2 separate regions of the Mus musculus genome follow, and region 2 is linked to region 1. A link is a contact called in public HiChIP or PLAC-seq data. All regions are on one chromosome and are shown on one strand. Each heading gives the region's core, a stretch centred on a gene start, on an enhancer-like site or on the middle of the called end of the contact. The rest is flanking DNA. Distances are from core to core; before and after follow the strand shown. Region 1 has its middle 130 kb from the start of Gm12707. Region 2 overlaps Fggy (FGGY carbohydrate kinase domain containing).

Region 1 (3,044 bases), core at 334-2,833:
AGAGTTCTATCTTTTTTAACATTGGCCCTTGATTTCGTAGGAGGAAAAAGAAATGGACAGAGACAGAGAAGCAGAGGGAAGGTAATATATTTATGACAAGAGACAGAGATGGATTTGCGTAAAACAAGTAAAGGCTCTGGGGAGACGGCTCAGTGCTCAAGAGCATTCACTGGACACCTATGCAGACTGAGTTCAGATCTTCAGCACCCATAAACAGACAGGCATGACCTGTAACCCCGGTGTCAGGCCTCTGGTGAATCTCTGCCTCTTCCCAGTACTTTGGTTGTTTCTGTCAGCATTCCTCAGTTCCCTTTCAATGCCTTTTTGCCTACTCCAGGTGTCAGTGACTAGTCTTCATGGAACCCAAGGTCAAACCCCTTTCTGGAGTGCTCGGTGACCAGTGACTGCCTCAGCTACTGTTTTGTGATCTCTGAGGTCACAGAGTTCTAAGTGGGATAAACAACATCACTTGAAGATCTCACTGTGGGCTGCCTCCTCACTCACAGGCCTGCCTCCATCTTCTCCCTTTCCTCTCTCAAACATCCTGCATGCTTAACATTTGAGTCTGGTTTCTTGGGAGACCACAGCATGTGACAAGAGTCTATCACAGAATCTTCAGATAACCCAAAAGCTTGGAGAAAGCAAGACACTGCCCCCATCAATTCCTAACTCACCAGTAGGTTTTTGGTGTGTGTGTGTGTGTGTGTGTGTGTGTGTGTGTGTGTGTGTGTGTGTGTGTAGGGGGGGTTGTTTGGTTGGTTTTTGGTTTGGTTTGGTTTTATTTAAATAGCAAATACAGGAACCTGCTCACTGAACTGTTCAGTGAAGGAAGACTAGTTGCGATGCCCTAGGATAGCAATTATACCATTCAAATCGATCAGCTCAAACACGCAATTCTGAACTATTATTTCTGTTCCCATTTTGCAGATGAATAAAGTAAATCACCTTGCGGCTCTAAATTCTGCCTAAGGACACATATTTAGGGGGTGGATCTGGCTCCTAGTCACTTATTAGTGCTGCTTATATCCATGTGGCTATGTATCTCTCATCCACCAGTGTATTAAGCAGGGACAGAAAAGCACTGAATGTGGAAAGAGAGACAGCCAGCTTATATTTCACAGGCCTGGAATCATCACAGAACATTTCTGGTAAAGAAATGTCTGTTCTAAGAGTGTGGTATATTAAGGGTACCAGCTTGTCAAAGCACCCTGGAGAATTTTGATGCATGGGTGAGTTCTGGTGCCATTAATGTAGTTGTTGGCACACTGAAGATGCATTTTAGAGCCCTTCAAGGAAGGATTGGGCATGGCCATCTTGGCAAGGAGAGGGAGCAGCCCAGACTCTATCCTTTTCTAGGGTCGTGGGTCTGGGGCCAGGGCTCTTTGAGCTGCACTTCCTGAGATCTGGCTAGCAAGCTGCCTGGGCATGGGGAGCCACAGACCTAAAGCCAGGGATCCCTCAGGAAGTGGAAGCTTTGGGGGAGGCACCGGAAAGGGGAGGGGTGAGCGAAGCCCCCTCCCTCCAAGCATTGTGCGTTGCTTCCTCCAACAGGATGCCAGGAGCACCACAGAATGGGGACTCATTTGTCTTCATTTGAGGCACAATAACTTGCCTACCGCTGGCCTTTTTCTCCGGCTTTGCTGAGAGCAACAGGATGTGGGTTCTGCCAAGAAAGAAGGAAGGAAGGAGGCAGGCCAGGGAAATGACAGGAGCTGGGGTTGTGTAGCCCTCCAGCCTGACCCTGGACCCTGAAAGCCTTCAGACTGTCTGGGTCCAGCTGAGCCAGTGCGCAGCTGAAGGGCAAGCGACTGTAAGCTATGGAACTAGGAGAATCTGAGTTATAGCTGCTGGCCATCCGAGCGGCCTGCAGCCGGCTTTTACCTTAATCTAGTTTGCTTTGAACATTTCGAAAGAAAAACAGACGATTTCAGTTCAGAGTAGAACTTTCTTTCCTTTTTTACAACAAAAATCCCAAACAAAACAACAACAAAACCTTGCTTTGCAGTTGAGATTTTGTTGTGCTCACCCAAGTTGCCCCCCCCCACACACACACACCCCTCTACTCTCCTCTTCTCACTGCTGTGCAGTACAGTAGGGCAGAGAAGGAAGCTTACCAGTGACAAAGTTAGGGAGAGTGACTTAGTGGCTTAGCTCGAAATGCTGGAATCAACATTTCGTTTTACCTACAAAGGAATAAAAAAAAAATGTCAATGAGCTTTAATGAATATTTGTTAATTATTATGACCTACATGTATATAGCAGAAACTGGGCTTCCGGTCAGTCCCTCAAAGCTAACCCAGAAACTCACAGTTCAACAGGCCCTCAACCAAGTAGTCCACAACCTACAAGGTTAGGACTGTCCACATCTCAAGAGCCAGTGTCCAAAAGACCCAGAGGCTTTCCTAAAGAGAGGTTATATTGTAGTTTTCGTTCCAAAATTATTTCAAAAATCACAATTTTTATTCTATTTTACTTAATTTCGTGGTGTATGTATGTGTGTGTGTGTGTGTGTGTCAGTGCATGTACAGAGGTCAGAAAACACAATTTGTGGGAGTCGGTTCTCTCCTTCCACCATGTGGGATCAGGGATCAAACTCATGCTGGGCTTGACAGCAAGTGCCATTATCTGCTGAGCCATCTCTAAAGCCCAAGATCATAATTTTTCCAAAGCATACTGGTAGCTCTTTCTATTTTCTGCCTTTAATCCAGAGGTGGGATGCAGGGATAAGGGAGGACCAGGGCCTGAAGGAGTTTTTGGTGATGGGTCCTGGAATAAGATTATGAAAGAAAATAGGCCACTAATCCTGATAAACTCCCACCGCAGCCCTGGACCCCGTGCGTGGTCCCACTAGGTCCCTCCTCTCTTAGTGTCACTCAGGGGTGTTGCTGATGATTTCTCAGAAGAGATGAGAAACTACAAGGGTGGGGGAGAATGAGTTATATGGGAGACAGAAGGGTGGAGGCAGCCATCACTGACTAAATATGTTCTGTCAGGCATGTTACACACGATTTCTCTCAGTTCCGTCAGGACTCAGAAACAGCACA
Region 2 (3,081 bases), core at 61-2,560, 540 kb before region 1:
CTGGTGAAAAGGGGAATAAACAAAGGCTGGGCTGGAGTGACAACCAGGTGTGAGGCAGGATACACCTGGGAGCTCTGGATGAACTTGGTACTTATCCTAAAATCCATGGGAGAAACTGAATGAGGCTGTTTTAAAAGATATGCCTTGTACCAACCCATGGCTTCTCCACTTTGGCAGGGTGAATACTGTAATCTGGGCATGGGTGACAGTGGTTTGCCAGTGAGCTAGCTAGACTCTATGCCTTCCTCTCCTGCTTGCCCTCTTTCCCATTAGTTATTTCATTAGGCAGAAGGCATGGTGATGCAGGGTGCATCCTGCTCAGATGGTTTCCCTGTGGCCAAATTTTTTCATCTGTCTTCAAGGCTCCCTCCCTGTCCTCCCCACAGGGCTCCAGACTCCTTGTTGCCTGCCTGCTGAGAGGCAGCAGCTGTTGGCATGGAGAGCAACTCCCAGCTGTTCACCCAAATTCTCTCACAAGCTTTGCTGAGTGTCAATGCTTTTAATTAGGTAAAATCAGATGGGGGCAGGCGAATAGAGGAGCAAGAGAGGCCTAATTTTAGCTGGAGACAAGAGGACTTTCCCCGAAATACACTGATCTCGAAATACTTAGCTAAGTGCATATGCACACACAGGGAGAGGATTTAAAGAGCCACAGAAGTAAAATTTAAAGGCTAAATGGGACCAGCGCCACCTCTCTGAACAACTGGAGTGAAGAGAAATGAGAACAGGCTGCACCCTCATTCTGGACCAGGCGCTGTGCCAGATGTTTTACGTGTAGCAACTCAGCCTTGTGTGCAACAATACCTTCCTTCTCACGAGAGGATAGTTTGGGGCTCATCATTGCCCTCTACAGATGGGGAAACTGAGGCTCCAGAAGTTTAAACTCTGGTCTCTCTCACTTCCCCTGTCTAATAAGAGGAGAAATAGGACATCAAGCCTTTTATATCCTTAAAGGAATCATGTAGGGATAGACTCTATAGCTGTTCTATGGTTGGCCATTTTTCCAACCTGAAATCCCTCCTGTACATGATATGCTGGAGGAGCAAAGAAACTGTCATGAGCAATTTTCAGGAAGATTCCTGCGTGGGAGAATGCCTTTCTGTCTCACTCCAGCAAACCCCATTGCTGTCTGTAACCAAAGAGGACACACTGCTTGGCTCTGGCATCTGGACTGGGTAACTGTCCTTGGTCTCTCCTTCAAGGTAGAATCTGGACTCCTTCAGAATACAGCCCACCTGGTAGGGATGTGTCACATCTACTTCCTTCAGCTTGGCTCAGGCCTAAGAAGTCTCTTCACTGGGAAGCTCCCAGTGAGGTTTTCCATACACATCTGGAAGCTTTCCACAATGGGCCTTTGAAGCAGCCTGCAGCATTCCGGGAAAGCCTGGCTCACTGAGCGGAGGTTTCAAGAGAAGCCCACATTTATTTTTCTTTCCCGCCTTCTCTGAGGAAACCTCCCCCCAGTGGCTTTGTGGGCATTTGCAAAGCAGCTCTGATTTTTATCTTACTACTTTGGGGGCTCAGCTCTCTCTGAGAAGCGAACAATGACGGCACAGTCCAAGTGTGGCATGGGATAATGGATGAGGATCACTGGATGCTGGGCTCCTTAGGACCCTTTGAGCCCTGCCTGACTCATCTTCACAGTTGAGAAAATGACTTGCTCCATTGCTCAGCACTGGCGACATTTTGCCCACTCAAAGAAAGTATCTAAGGCTGGGCCTTCTGAGCTGACATGAATTAACAGTGACATGCCTTTCGTGGAACAGGAGGAAGCTGAAGAAAATCACTTTCTACAAAGTCTGACTCCTAGTTCAGCAAGTCTGTGGGGCTCCTTCTCAGGGTCAGTCCCTTTCACCTGACCTAAGCGCTGCTCCTTCTATACAACTTAGCTCACACAAGACTCCTTCCTGAGATGTTTTACCACTCTGCCAATTGTGTTAGTTTTTAAGTCCTTAATTTTTCAGTGTCTCCCTACTTTTATTCATAGTGTGATATTTCTGTTTTAAGGGGATATATAGCCTACAAGCCCCTGTAGTAACTACAGACATGTTTCTGCTTTGATTGAACCTCAGTACCAAGCACAGAGCTCAGTTTATCCGTGTGTTCAGTGAATGCCTGGGCATTAATTAGTCCACATGACCAATATTACTCAGTTCCTACTCTGAGTCATACAGCCATGATGAGAACAGACACAGGGCCTACTTCCAGAAGTTTACATTGTAGCAGGGAAATCCGGAAACCCACTAGGAAATGTATACCTTCAAATAAGGGGGGCTAGGGCAACAGTAAAGAAATTCAGTAGCCGGATGTGATGGCGCACACCTTTAATCCCAGCACTTTCCAGGCAGAGGCAGGCAGATCTCTGATTTTGAAGCCAGCCTGGTCTGCAAAATGTTCTAGAACTGCCAGGGATACAGAGAGAAACCCTGTCTCAAAAACCAAAACCACCACCTCCCAAAGAAATACAGCAAAAAGAGACTCCTGATTGCAGCTCCATCACATGGGATCCAGACAACAGGAAAAGCCAGCAAACTCCCAACTACAGACTCTTCTTGAGTTAAAATTAGGTAGAAAACTGAGGTTAATGTGCAAACTTGGACCCAAAAATCTAGAAACAGAAGAATCCAGTCACAGCTAGAGCTTGCCAGGACTAGCAGACACATTTTGGTGACAGCCTGAAGTGCTGGAGACTGAATATGGAAGAGCGTGAGAAAAACTTCTGACAGCCACAACCTAAGTGGGGGAAGGGCATGCTTTCATGGGTTTACCCCTAAGATCTTATCAGTTTCTCACTGTGAAAGCCAAGAATGGTCTGCTACAGCTGTGGCAGAGTGAGGGAAAGAGGAAGCATCAGGAACAAGCCATGGAGTTGCCCAGGACAAGAGAAGGACATTTGGAACCGTTAGCTACAAAGATGAATTCTACTCTGGCTTTAGCCCCCTTTAGTTATTAGAGTGGAAGTGTATGTATGCAGAGGGACAGAAGTCCATATGAGCATTCAGATTTTTTTGTTTGTTTGTTTTGTTTTTTTTTGTTGTTTTGTTTTTTGTTTTTTTGTTTTTTTATTAGGTATTTTCCTCG

What was found. HiChIP or PLAC-seq counts read pairs in DNA pulled down with a chosen protein or histone mark.
Region 2: a contact with region 1 is called in an H3K27ac HiChIP or PLAC-seq map of T-cell acute lymphoblastic leukemia, with 5 times the contacts expected there. The contact joins two enhancer-like sites. A contact is called at or near these places in 1 of 15 datasets of contacts at CTCF or cohesin (the NIH/3T3 cell line), 1 of 484 Hi-C or Micro-C datasets (bone marrow-derived macrophages), 1 of 115 datasets of contacts at active chromatin or transcription factors (T-cell acute lymphoblastic leukemia) and 1 of 9 other capture datasets (embryonic stem cells).

The regions. Positions count from the first base shown.
Region 1 is chr4:95,352,665-95,355,708 of GRCm38.p6, reverse strand. No RefSeq gene overlaps it. Among named protein-coding and RNA genes, the nearest start is that of Gm12707, 130 kb to the left of the region's middle. Within about 2 kb of position 1,583, at least 109 of the 459 cell types and tissues checked have an H3K27ac peak or open chromatin away from gene starts, as enhancers often do. A contact at or near this core is called in T-cell acute lymphoblastic leukemia and bone marrow-derived macrophages, where this site is marked.
Region 2 is chr4:95,895,085-95,898,165 of GRCm38.p6, reverse strand. All of the region lies in intron 14 of Fggy (FGGY carbohydrate kinase domain containing), which reads right to left. Among named protein-coding and RNA genes, the nearest start is that of Hook1, 71 kb to the left of the region's middle. Within about 2 kb of position 1,310, at least 70 of the 459 cell types and tissues checked have an H3K27ac peak or open chromatin away from gene starts, as enhancers often do. A contact at or near this core is called in T-cell acute lymphoblastic leukemia and bone marrow-derived macrophages, where this site is marked.